Linked DNA regions of Arachis hypogaea: regions 1 and 2 are each linked to region 3. A link is a contact called in public Hi-C data. All regions are on one chromosome and are shown on one strand. The core of a region is the stretch at or near the end of the contact, and the rest is flanking DNA. Distances in the headings are between cores, read along the strand shown.

Evidence for each region. A called contact is a pair of places that touch in the nucleus more often than the background predicts.
Region 1: a contact with region 3 is called in a Hi-C map of leaf, with 3 times the contacts expected there. The contact joins the promoter of LOC112744023 here to the promoter of LOC112744018 in region 3. A contact is called at or near these places in 3 of 8 Hi-C or Micro-C datasets (leaf and an unstated tissue).
Region 2: a Hi-C map of leaf shows a contact between it and region 3, with 4 times the contacts expected there. The contact joins the promoter of LOC112744015 here to the promoter of LOC112744018 in region 3. A contact is called at or near these places in 2 of 8 Hi-C or Micro-C datasets (both in leaf).

The regions. Positions count from the first base shown.
Region 1 is chr14:125,932,658-125,937,062 of arahy.Tifrunner.gnm2.J5K5, reverse strand. LOC112744023 (F-box protein At4g00755) reads right to left here and starts at 2,707. Exons shown (of 6, transcript XM_072214862.1): 1 at 2,145-2,707; 2 at 1,583-2,032; 3 at 19-438. The coding sequence starts at 1,712.
Region 2 is chr14:125,631,208-125,635,708 of arahy.Tifrunner.gnm2.J5K5, reverse strand. It overlaps LOC112744015 (ATP-dependent Clp protease proteolytic subunit 3, chloroplastic), which reads left to right and starts at 1,734. Exons shown (of 5, transcript XM_025793474.3): 1 at 1,734-2,241; 2 at 2,622-2,736; 3 at 3,250-3,425; 4 at 3,875-3,970; 5 at 4,063-4,501. The coding sequence starts at 1,942. The coding sequence ends at 4,356. It overlaps LOC112744016, which reads left to right. Exons shown (of 7, transcript XM_025793475.3): 5 at 1-86; 6 at 307-358; 7 at 518-884. The coding sequence ends at 742.
Region 3 is chr14:125,774,272-125,778,964 of arahy.Tifrunner.gnm2.J5K5, reverse strand. It overlaps LOC112744018 (probable pectin methyltransferase QUA3), which reads left to right and starts at 3,079. Exons shown (of 7, transcript XM_025793478.3): 1 at 3,079-3,725; 2 at 4,261-4,464; 3 at 4,551-4,693. The coding sequence starts at 3,276.

The sequences.
Region 1 (4,405 bases), core at 1,458-3,957, 160 kb before region 3:
ACTTCAAGGAGCGCCAACCTTGGAAAGGCTGTATATTAATTTCGGAAATGACACAAATTTGAGAGAGCAACTCATATGTCAGTGTCTCAGGCACCCCAGGATTACTTTGTCCACTACTTGACCAATATGAATATCTCCCAGAGATGTTGTCTCGCGGCTCTAAAGTGTTATCAATGCTCTCTTGAGGGAAATTATCAGTGCTAGATGCACCAATTGTCCTAGCAATGCAGTTCGTGCCAACGTATTCTGTTGAAGCTCTAGCTAAGTAGGCATAGACTCTATGTTCTCTCTCTAGAGCTAGCCATTCCATAGAGCTGCTAGATCCAACCTCTGCATGATCCTTCGCTCCATGTTGATTCAGTTCAACAACACGCTCAAATCTAGATAATTGAGGAAACATTCTCATGCATAGCTGCTTACAGAGACCATTTTCAATAACTGCAAATAATAATATAAGTGGTTAATTAACCAGTGCATTGAATATTTAAATGAATTTTATCCATTGACAATGAGAATCTCAAATGTGACAATAATGCTCTTTAATGATGAATCAAGAAATTCAATTAAATACCTTTCATATAACATTAACATAACAAAGGACTGATAGCTAAAACAATGAATAAATATCCTCCTAAATTAAACAAAGTATGCAGCAAGTGCAAGCAAATTTTAGTCCAAGCAGTTACAGCTGGAGGTGTAAATTTTACTTCAGTCCTTCAAGATATTTATAATATCGTTATCGTTAACCCAAATAACTTAAAGGAGCCTAAAAGGAAAGTGAGTATATCTCTAAGGGGTTCATAAGAAAGGGGATCCCAGCACTTCACTCTATGTTGACAAAGATTCCAGTAAGAACTTGTGCCCAACAAAGAGCATATCACTAGTATATATCTACTTTATTCTTGTCATAATTAATCTTCTAAGTTAACCTCTTTTCAAGTTGAAAGGAAACCATGTTAAGTGCTTACACAAAATTCCTGCACCATTTCAAAAATTAAGCAATACTAGATCAAAGGCAATAATATATAAACAAATAAGTGTTTGTATAGCTGTAGTTTGGCCTCTCTTTCAAAATTACTATCCATGACCTAAAAATGAAGTAATGATGTAAATTATAAACATAATCCAAAAATGATGTAATCTTTACAATAAGGGGGAAGAAAATAGATACACAAGGATGAGATTGATTTAGCAGCAGGAAACTAAACTCCATCATTCTCCAAAATACCATTTAGTGTTTGTATATATACTTGTGGAATGTCTTTCCAAAATGTGGAAAACTAAATTACAAGAAAAGGAAATGGAGAAGATACAAGTTTCCAAAAATATTTCTATCAGAATAGGTCAATGTAGCTTCAAAAGTGCAAAGGTTAGGAATCAATATTAGGTTGGACACTTCTAGAACAAATATAACAGAGCAGATATCATAATTTGGGATGACAAACAATCAAATGCCAAAAAAAATAATGTGAATTTCATAGATGTATTATATATATCTCTCAAGCAACTAACTTTCCACTTCTCATGAAATTGAGGCATCAATTGAAGAACAAAAAGCACACTTTGAACATGTATAACTCACCATAGTGTCTCCAAGACCGTGAGACACAGCTCACGCGAACAAGGTCAGTGGGATCATCGAGACACATCAGTATCTTGAGGGAAGTGTCCAAATCAAGGTAACTGAGAAAATCCACAGAGTACTCCATCATGGACAAGATAGGAGGTGCACAAGCGAGTGAACCAACAAGAAGTCAACAAGCTATCCTTTCAATTTTCAAACCTGAAAAACTGAAATGGCACACAAAGGACAATTCTCAACAGTCAGCATTGTTAACTTCAGAATGAATCAGAAAAACATCCAAATAATTATATTATTCAAGGGAGAAAAATAACGACAATGACAAAACTTATTTCCCGGACTATTTCTTCTGGGTCTAATTTGTTTCTGCTCATGAAAGCTTGCCACAAAAATTAACATGAAATTCACAACCTCAACCAAGAAAAAGGGAAACTTTTACTCTCCTTAATCCTGAGACATATAACACAGAAATGGGGAACAACAACTGGCTGAGAAATTCGCACTAATCAGGAGAATCATTTCATACTATCACCAAAAACGAAGAAATGATTGAATAACTTACAAGGAAGCAAAACCTGATAAAATCAAAGAAATTGAGTAATGGGGCGTGGAATTCAAGCAAATGGGTGTCAAAATCCGTCAAAAATAACAGAAAAAAGGTATAATTTGCAAAAATGAATTAAAAGTAAAAGTAAAAGGAAGAAGGAAAAGATAACGAAAGGGAAGGGGAAAAGGAAGAAAATTGAGTAAACGGGGTGTTGGAAAATGAGGAAAGAAAGAGAAAGAAGATCGAAAAATGTCACCTTTGACGAATATTGAAAGAGGGTGTAGAGAAGGCCGAGGATGAAGAATGAAGAGCGAAACCCTAGAAGTAGAAAGAAGAAGAAGGAGAAAGCAGAGAAGGGGAAAAGAGAGAGAATTAAGAAGAAAGGGACAGAGAGAATGGGATTGATTGTTAAGGGTAAGTTTTTTGTTGGTGGTGGCGATGGTACGAAGAAACGAGTTACGACATACAAAACCATTTCATAATTACACACACACACTATTTGAGAGGAGAAGAGCCATAATAGCTACTCAATCATTTTCATAAAACAAATAAAAAAAAATCATAATAACAACGATAATAAAAAAAAAAATTTCCCTAACCTGTGTCTTTATTGAAAAGCAAAATATTTTTAGTTTTTAATATTTTTGTAATATGTTTATTGAATAAATTTTTTGACCGTAGATAACTTTAACAAGATGCAAAATTCCAATAATAATATAATTTGAATTTAATTTAATTAGAGTTATTAAAACAAATTATATCTTGCAAAGGAAAATAGATAAATTTATCCAATAAAAATATGACTAATTTAAGAGTAGATCGTTTTGACTTGACTCGGATAATTTATAAATTAAGTAGATTATTCGAGTCGAACAAATAAAAATTAATTCGTTGACTACCTTTTAGTTTATAAACAGTTAAAAAAACAATAAACACATAATTTATATTAGCAATGAGTAAATTATTAATTATGCCTCTGAAATTGTAAAACGCTGACAATAATAATCCTAATATTTGTTAAAGACAATTATACCTTTGAAAATTCTAAAAACGCAACAGATCTGTCCAACCGTGAAGTGAGCCCTTCTCCGTTAAATGGAGCTTGGTGATGTGGTATACGAAATTTCAACGTGGCATCCTCGTAAGGCTTTCCGTCCCGTTTCATGTTTACCCTTAATTCATGAAACCTTAATTGTTCAATTCCTAGTAAATGACCAGGCTAACCTTAAATGAAACACTCCGTTTAACTATGACCATTTAGGATGCGGGAAACTGAAGAGTTTCTTAGTGTTGGTCTATGTTTCTCTTCGTCTTGTGTATCTCTGCATTCGCGTCTTGAAATTGTTAACATCACATGGAATTTCACGTTTGTCATTGATACTAGGTGAAGAAATCTCCATTGAACAACGAAGGTTTCAGTAAGCATTCATTGTTTCCGTTCTTCTTGTTATCAGTTCGTTGGGGTTTGCATATTGTTTGTGATGAAGTGAAAATTTTTTTTGATGGTTGTCTTGATGTGTTGATTTATCTGATTGTTACTTATTTGATGTTTTTTGTTAGATGGCAACTCATATCACGTTTGTATATCACCATCGGGGTTGGTTAGAGAAGGATGTGGATGGTGTGGTGAGGTATAACGATGGTTTAGTGAGTGTCATAAACATGGTGCATGTTGATACATGTAATCTGTTCCTTGTTGAGGGTTTGTTTCTGGATTTAGGTTATACTAGGTATAATGAAGTTTATTGGTTGGAGTCGGAGATGGATTTAGCTAACGGGCTACTGGTGCTGAGAAGGGATGCCGATGTGGTTAAATTGTGTGATGCTGTACTGAAGAATGAAAACAGGGTCCACTTGTATTTTGAGCATCCTGTTGACGCCGATCCAGAGTTAGTTGATGAAGTTGAGGGACCTCCTTCAGAAGACCAGCAAAATCATGACCAGGATCTCCCACAGCATGATGAACATGGAGGACCAGATGATATAGTAGTAGATGGAACTATTTCAGAAATTCAAGAAACTCATCAAGATGATCCCCCACAGTATGAGGAGCAACAGCAACAGGAGGGTGAATCAGTGTTGAGTAAAGGGGGAATGATCAATTGGAGAAAGATGACGTAGGTATTGATAACGTACCCATTGAAAGTCACGCTGTAACTGTTGAAAATGAGGAACCCAATTTAGGAAATAACCATGAGACACATGTTGAAGGCGAATAGGGGCAATCTCAGTGTCAGGAAGCTGATGGCCGGGGAAGAAAGCGCAGGAAGAAACAT
Region 2 (4,501 bases), core at 485-2,984, 140 kb after region 3:
ACAAAGTTGGAACAAGAGTTTCAACTTGTCATGGATAAGGGGACGCTAGATGCTATTGGATTGCATCCTGATGGTCCTGTCAAGAGGTAAGAGAAAGCACCATCTAACCTAATATGCATTCCCATAATTGTTCTTTAGAGAATTGGGATGATGTTAAAATTCTGCTATCTGTATGTTTCACATTTCCAATTTTGATAAAAGTAAAATAATAACTGGTTTAGGAGGTCTTGGGAGTGGTGGATTTTTTATTGATTTGTTCTCCTTTTAATTGCCGCTTTGTGGAACTGATCAACTCTACCTTTACAGAATGATGTATTGGGATTCTGTTGCGAAGTTAGTTGCACCTGGTGGAGTACTTGTAAGCACTTCAAATTTTGTTTTAAAGTTTCTACCCAACTGTTGCTCTATTACAGAGCGAAACTCCTTTTATTCATCCCAGTAAAAAGAAAATCATGTGCTATTTATTTTCCGTTTCATGATGTATGTATTCGTTGACTTCCTCATTTGTCTGTGTAAGGTGATTACATCGTGCAACAGCACAAAGGATGAGCTGATACAAGAAGTGGAAAGTTTCAACAGACGAAAAATCTCTGCTGCTCAGGAAGTAGAGGGAGTCAAGGACGACGAATCATGCAGAGATCCTATATTTCAATACTTAAGTCATGTCCGCACATATCCGACATTCATGTTTGGTGGATCTGTAGGCTCGCGCGTGGCGACTGTGGCATTCCTTCGGAAATGAAGTGCGCGATATGTATCAATTACCATCATGATTTTGGAATTTGTTTTATTGGTTTGAAGTTGCTTGCGTGTAGCTAGAATGGATGTTTCTGACTTCTCATGTTAATATTTATGATTTTGTGGAGGTGAAGTTTTCTGAGTTCCATCCTTCTTTTTGGATAACTAGTTTTCTATCATTCGGAGTTTATAAACTGAATGGAGTGAGGATCTCAATCAGAATTTCTCCTTTCTTGACTGCCTTTAAAATGGAACTACATCCGGATCTTTTATTTCTAACTTCATTTTTATGTCGCCAAATGAAATTGAACATAACTCATTCTTCAAAATTTCCTTCTGTTTCTTCCAATCTGGTTCTTGCTTTACTTGTTAAAACCTATTTTTTTCTTGTTAATGTGTAAAAACTTAAGGTTACAAATATTGACGGATGGATTTGGATGAAATCTCCAATATTCATAGAACTATTGTATTTCAAAAAAGGTAAAGTGTAAACTCCAGTGTCTCTAATTATTAATTAAGAGGTTAAAACAGGATTTCAATGAAAAAAATAAAGGTGTTATTCTTGGATCAATGAAATAAAAATGAATCTCACTTCTAAATTTATCATTCAAGAGTAAAACTTCCTTAGTTTACTTTGGAGTGTGTGAAAACGCCACAATCATTTGAGTTTAACGAATCATTATCCTATAAAATATCTATTTTGATAAAAAAAAAAAAGAAACTGAAGTGTTCGTTTTCCTTTTTCATTTAAAAAGTACTTTAAAAAATGCTTTCAATAAATTTTAAAGTTTTTGAATGCAATTTAAAATCCTTCTATTAAAAAAAAGTACGTTCTTTGCCTTTCATAAAATCAAACAAACTTTTAGGGAAAAAAGTTTTTAATTTAAAAAATAAATTTAAAAAAAAAAGATAAACCAGATAAAAATACTGAAAAAAAATTCTATCCAAATGCAACCTAAATCAAGATAAAATAAAAAATAAAAGAATTTTTTTCCAAATAAAATAGTTTATCAAATTTAGTATTTTTTTTCGGGTCACCCAATAAAAAAAAAATATCATTTTATTGTTTTTTTATATATATATAAAAAAAGAAATAATTTGAGTCCAAATCTAAAACCCAAGTTAAAGTTGAAGTGTTGAACATATCCAAGGGACTCTTCAACTCATTAGCACCATCCAAAAAAGAGCGAAGAGAGGAAGACGATGGAAGCATGTGCAGCAGCAACTTATGGTGCGGCCTCAACGTGCACCCCACTTAACTTCACCTTCAGCCATGGAAGAACCAAAACCCTCTTACACTCCCAAATTCCCATTCCCTCCAAAAAAGGAACGGGAAAATCCTTCTCCATTGTTAACGCCTCAAGACGAACCTTGTCTTCCAACTGGCTTGTCTCCGATGATGACTTCTCTGCTTCTACGACTTCTCCACGGCTTCCCAGACTCGAAGAACTTGACACTACCAATATGCTTCTCCGCCAAAGGATTATCTTTTTGGGTTCTCAGGTACGATCAATTTGGGGTTTCGTTGCTCTCGCTCTGAATGTTTGATATTTTAAGGGTACCCTTTGTCTTTCTGATTTTTTATTTTGTTTTGTTTTATTAATTGGTTGAGAAATTTGCCATCTTTTTCATATTTGCGTTGTTTGGCGAACATAGCAAAACAAAAGAGACAGGAGGAGGGGTTTAAATTGATGTGATGGTGTTCAATTTCTGAGGGCATGTTGTTTGGTACTCTTGAAAATTAGAAATATTTGAGCTTTTTAATGTGGGTTTGTTTTTCTGAACCATGGGATGTAAAAATAAGGAATGAAACTAAACTGAAGAAGTATGCCATTACTTGTTGCTATGTTTTGTGAAATGGTTTTCTGTTTTGTTATGAGCAGGTGGATGATATGACTGCTGATTTCATCATTAGTCAGCTCCTCTTTTTGGATGCTGATGACCCAAAAAAAGACATAAAGTTGTTTATAAATTCACCTGGTGGTTCTGTCACTGCTGGTATGTCTCAACAAAGCTCCACTTACCCAATGTTTTTGCTTTGTTCTTCAGCTCAATTTTGTAGTCGTTTGCTAGCATATCATAACTTTATTAGTCTAGGAGGAATTTTTAGGGATAAGTACGTCGTATGTATGATATTGATTAGTTGGGGTAAATCTTAAAAGACACTAAGCTAATGGTATTGAGCACAATGCTCTTATATATCTTACAGAAAGTACAATTAAGAAGTAAGTAAGTTGTTGATCTGTGTTATATCTTAATCTGTTTACCAATAAAAGAAGTTGTTGATCTTTGTGATTGGCAAGCTAAGATAGATACTTATGAAAATTTGAAGCTACATAGGAAAGGTTCAAGGTTGTCTGAATAAGATATTGAACGTGTTGAATCTACGGTTATAGGACGGGAACGTCAACCGAGTATTAGTAAAATCTGGAGCATTGTTCAGATTAATGAATCTGTAATACGTGTAGGCTTTTTGTGGTTGCTCTTAACTTATTTTATCTGTGTTCATAGGAATGGGTATTTATGATGCCATGAAGTTATGCAAAGCAGATGTGTCAACAGTTTGTGTAGGGCTTGCGGCATCAATGGGTGCATTTATCCTTGCGTCTGGTACTAAAGGGAAGCGCTATTGTATGCCAAATTCAAGAGTTATGATCCATCAGCCACTTGGAACTGCTGGTGGAAAAGTAAGACCTTTCCTTCCCCCCAACATCAATTATTGAATTCAGTTTGATTTCATGGACGTTGGATCATTTTTCCTATGAAAGAAAAAAATAGGTGAAAGTCAGTTTTCTTGTTCTTGAATTGTCGAAATCATGAGTTGGCATGGATTCACATGCCTTTTGTGTTTTTGTCTTGATACATTAGAGTGGTGTAAATAATAGTTTAGAAATGTAACTTACAATGATTCTGCAGAAACAAAGCTGTTGGAAACACAGTACATTTGTACATGGAATTATTTTTACCATTTATTGTGAATTGTTATGTTGGTGTAATTACTCTGCGATTACACCATGTAGGATGAGTTATCTTTTGAAAATTGGCATGCGTAATGGACCAGTTATCTGCGATTACACATATGCATAATAATGGTTCTTTTATGGTGTATATTTGCTAATAATAAGCATGATTGCAGGCTACTGAAATGAGCATTCGGATAAGAGAAATGGCATATCACAAGATTAAGATAAACAAGATACTATCAAAGATTACTGGGAAGTCTGTAGATCAGGTTAGTTTCCAGATGCACCTCAATCATCTTTTCTAATTATATATATTAAATATGTTTCTCCCCGTCATTTATTTTATTTGTTTCATTTGCAGATAGACTTAGACACTGATCGTGATAATTTTATGAATCCTTGGGAAGCTAAGGAATATGGTTTAGTTGACGAAGTTATAGATGACGGAAAGCCCGGGCTAGTTGCACCGATTGCAGACTCGTCACCACCACCAAGAACTCGGGTGTGGGAGCTATGGAAGATTGAAGGAAGCCGAAAAGCGAAGAAGAATTTGCCATCAGAGCATAAGTTTTTAGAGGAAGCATACAAAAAAGTTCAGGGAGGTGATGATGACAAAGGCACTCAACAGGAAAACGAAGCACCTGCTGCTGTATGAGTTTTAGAGAGAAGAAATTTTTGCATTGCTTATATTATTTATTCCTAATGAGACCTTTTTTTAAATCCTAATTTTATCTTGATTTATTAATCAGCACCAGTTTTAGATAAAAGAGATTTTTCACTTTGTTATAGCTGTGACATTC
Region 3 (4,693 bases), core at 1,830-4,329:
CGCATTCTTCATTATTGATCTGCATTGAATTCAACGTAATAAGCTCCGTCCTTCTTCTTCTTCTTCGATCTACACTTCTGAATGGAAACAATGAATGATTCAACTTCAAATCAGTTGAATGAGATTATTACGTTGAGACAGCTTGGGAATGATTGTTGCATGCTATCACAATAATCTTAAACACTTAACAAAGTTGTTAAGTTAAGAAATTAACTAACATAATTGATGATGACAAACATTAGATTATTGGACTAATTACCCAATTAGTCTTTGATTATTTTGGTTTAGTGATGCAGGCCAAAAATCAATACAACAGCAGCCCAACTGGATGAAAAATAAGAAACAAGGCTGGTGGGCTATAAATCATTGAACAACCCAAAAGGATTCAAGGCAATGAAACCAACTGAGCCAAAGAAATAAAACGGGTTGCTTGATGGATATCCGATCCAAGTCCGTTAGCAAGCAAATCCCTCCAAGTTGCTTCTTTCATAGCAACGTTCACTTTTTCCTATTTAGTCAGAACTTAGAAAGAGAAAGAGAAAGCTTAGTCCCTAAGTTGTTCACCAAAGAAGCAAGAAAGAGAAGGTTAAGCAAAAGGTTGAAGTCTAATCACCCACATCAAACTGTATCAAGAAGTCAGAAGCTAAAAGGTGATTTCATTTCCTTATACATGCATCGTATCTTTTTCTCTTCATATTCAACGTTCTATCAATCCATTCTGGGATACATGGGAAAGATGATCTCTGCTCTTCATTGCTGCGCATCTACGGTCATAAGTGTTTCTTGGGGACCAAGTTGTTTTTCAATGGCCAAGATCTGAGTTTACCATTGAAAATAAATGTTTCTGCTATCCTATGGCTTTCGGTCAACAAGAGAAGGTCAGAACCAAAGTTCCTATTTTGAGAATTAATGGAAAAAAAGTGAGAGGGTGGGTTGGTGAAGCACAAAGCTCGAGAGTTGACCTAGGAGAGAGCAACTCAGCAACATGCAAGGAGATACAAAAGAAGTTGGTTCACCATTCAGAAGCCAAGGAGAGATAACCAGTGTTCTTGAGGTGTATGTTCTGAGAAGAGCTCTCTGAAGAAGTTCATCTACTTGGACAGTGCTTCCTAGTCAAAGGAGCATTCCGCCAGAATGAAGAACTGAATCAGAGGCTAGCAAATCTGGTTTATCACATAGCAAAGGGACTGTTGAAGAGCCAATCTTCTTCATGTTTTGCAGATTGTAATTTACTTTTTAATGTTTAACTTTCTGTAATTTCTTGAGGTAAAAGGCTGAATGAGAGAGTCATTGAAAGAGCCTAAGAGAGAAAAAGGCATAGAGATACACATGAGTGAAAAATCTAGAGTTATTTCAGATTTCTTTAGGTTAAGTCTATGTCTTATATCTTGTACCTGTGAGGTATCCCTTTCTTAGTTGGGTGAGCACTAAGAGTGAATGGTTAGGTATTAGCATAACCAAGTCAAGTTAGGTTAGAACTTGAGTGTGAAAGGATTGTGTTAATCATGTGGAATTGGTGTATGTAATACTTTAACTATAGTGAAAATTCAACCACTGTTGTGGTGGAGATTGGACGTAGGTTGCATTGCACAAAGGCAACCGAACCAGGATACATGATGGTGTCAGCTTCTCTCTTCCCTGCTCTGTTCTGTTTTCTGATATTCATGAGACAAAATGAAATTGTCTCATAAATTTTTCACTGCTGAGTTCAAACAGATTTAGATGGCAAGTTTGTTTTAAAAGGGTTATTACAGTAACTTAAAAGAAGGCCATAGATTCAACCCCCATTTTCTAAGCCTTTCTACAACCTTCAAAAGTAAAAGGAGGTCACCGAACCGAACAACATTCATTTGGTGAATCAAAATCACAAAGGCCACCGAACTGAACAATGTTCATGTGGTGAATAAATAGTGATCAACTTTCAATCAACAAGAATAGTATTTCTCCTCCTCTTCCTCCATCTTCTTTCAAATTCGTGCACGTAGGTTCTTCTTCTTCTTCTTCTTTCGTTATAATTATCACCAACAACACCAACATTTTGCTCAGTTAGGTGGAGTTGCTCATTTTGATTCACTTGATTGTTAATGTATTCAGTTGAGTCGTTGTGCATGTAGAAATATTTTTCTTACTGATTGAATGTTTATCACGTTTTATTCAGCACATGATTGGTGTTCGGTTCAGTGGTGTTGGTCATTTCGGTTCACCTGATTGTTATGTGTTCAGTTGAGTTCTTTTGCATGGAAAAATGTTATTCTTGATGATTGAATGTTTATGACGTTTTATTCAGCACATGAATGTTGCTCAGTTCAGTGGAGTTGCTCATTTTGATTTACTTGATTGTTAGTGTGTTCAATTGAGTCCTTGTGCATGTAGAAATATTTTTCTTGATGCTTAAATGTTCATGACGTTTTATTTAGCACATGAATGATGTTCGGTTCAGTGGAGTTAGTCATTTCGGTTCATTTTTGTTCTGCACAATTTAAAATTTTTCCTCCTCACCTTCTATTGCTTCTTCACCAGGGAGAGAAAGAGGAAAAGACAAAAAAAATACAGCTGCAATAACAACAAAAGAATGAAGATAAAGAGAAAACACGTGAAGAATAAGGAACGCAAAAAAGAAGGAGGAGAACGAGGAGGAGGAAGGCGAATCTCTGTTGCTGTTTTTGTTCGTTTCTGATTGTTCCTTGCCAAATCTTCTCGCGATTCTTCTCTAGTAGTGTTTTCGTAGAGAACATGACTGAAGTTTGAGTGATTTTGAGAGAGATTCGAAGAGAATGAGCGGTTTCATGTTGAGGAAGAAGTAACATTTTTTCATAATGAGGGCGAAGTAACGAAGGGTTTTCGAGCACGTGTTTTCACTCGTCATTAACGTAAGTGACTCTATTTGGACTTGGGCCAACTTTGTTACATGGATGTGTAGCGCGCCCACGTAATAAACAGTGGAGAAGTCAAATTCTTGGTTAATGTAATAATTGTAATTAAATTCTTTTATGAACTTAGAGCGTAAAACAGCGTATTATGATATAACTAAAATAACTAATTTTTAAATTGAATACTTAAAATGTGATTAAAATTCTTGACATTGTTACCATGAAGCAACGCAGGTTCACATTATACGACGCATAACATGTGATGGCAGCATTTAGCCAAGAATATGAGATCCCACAGTGTATGAGAATGTGTGAGTGCGAAGATCCAAATCTAATACCTCACACACACTTTTCGTCAAACACTTAACATACACACTTCAAAAACCCAACTTCCGATCTCAAAACATGGCTCTGTCGTCAAAACGGAGCGGCCCCAGCTTCATTACCGCCATAATCAACCCCCGCCAATGGCGCCTTCTCGACCTCATAACCTTATTCTTCTTCTTCCTTGTCGCCATATTCTTCCTCATGGCTTTCACACATTTCGGCGACTCCCTCGCCGCATCGGGCCGCAACACCCTCCTCCGCTCCTCCGACCCGCGCCACCGCCTCCGCCTCGTCTCGGCAATTGAGAACGGGGAGCCACGTGGCGGAGGCGGCTTCCTTGACGCGTGCTCGGCGGAGGAGGTAGACCACATGCCCTGCGAGGATCCGAGAGTGAACAGGTTGCTGAGTAGGGAGATGAACTTCTACAGAGAGCGACACTGCCCTCGCCATATTGATACTCCTCTCTGCTTGATTCCGCCGCCCAAGGGGTACCGGATCCCGGTTCACTGGCCGGAGAGCTTGCATAAGGTTCTTCTATGCTCTCAACTCTGCTTGTTTAATATTTAGTGCAGCGTTCTTGATTTTGCTTGTAGCTGATTCCGTGTTGCGAAATGATATAGCATTGTAAAAATTTCGCGTCGTACATACTTTCTCTTCGGAGCTAGAAAATTAGGATTAAGGCTACATGGCTACTTAGCCATAGAAGTGAACTTGAAGCATGTATCTAATTTAGAGACTTAAGAGTTTTCATTACCGAAATGCTTGCTGATATTTTTAGACGGTTGAACTGAACTTATGTAGTTTCTAGAGTAACTAGGACAGAGAAAGTTCCCTAATGTGTAGGGCTTCATATGTTTTATTATTATGAATTCATTAATATCAGTATATCAAAATTAAATTCCTTTTTAAAAATGGTTTTTCCTAGGAATATAAGAAGCTCACTTTAGTTATAACATATTCATTTGAAAATCAAAGATAGTTGAATTAAGTGTTTTTTTTCAAGTGTGAAATAAATAAAGCTAGTTTTGTTGCTCATTCTTCAATCCCCCTTCCAAATTTGCAGATATGGCACGATAACATGCCACACAACAAAATTGCTGACAGGAAAGGTCACCAGGGATGGATGAAGCGTGAAGGTCAACACTTTATATTCCCTGGTGGTGGTACAATGTTTCCAGATGGAGCAGAGCAGTATATTGAAAAGCTTGCTCAATACATTCCTATACGTGACGGTGTTATGAGGACTGCTCTTGACATGGGGTGCGGGGTAAGAGCTAGTTTTCCATTTTTGTTTCTGAGATCGTACTAGACTTTATTGCTGTTTAACATGAAATATATATCTTGCTTTTACAGGTTGCTAGTTTTGGAGGATATTTACTAGCCCAAAATATGTTAGCCATGTCTTTTGCTCCAAGAGATTCACATAAATCACAGATACAATTTGCTCTGGAAAGAGGAATACCAGCCTTCGTTGCCATGCTTGGCACTCGTCGACT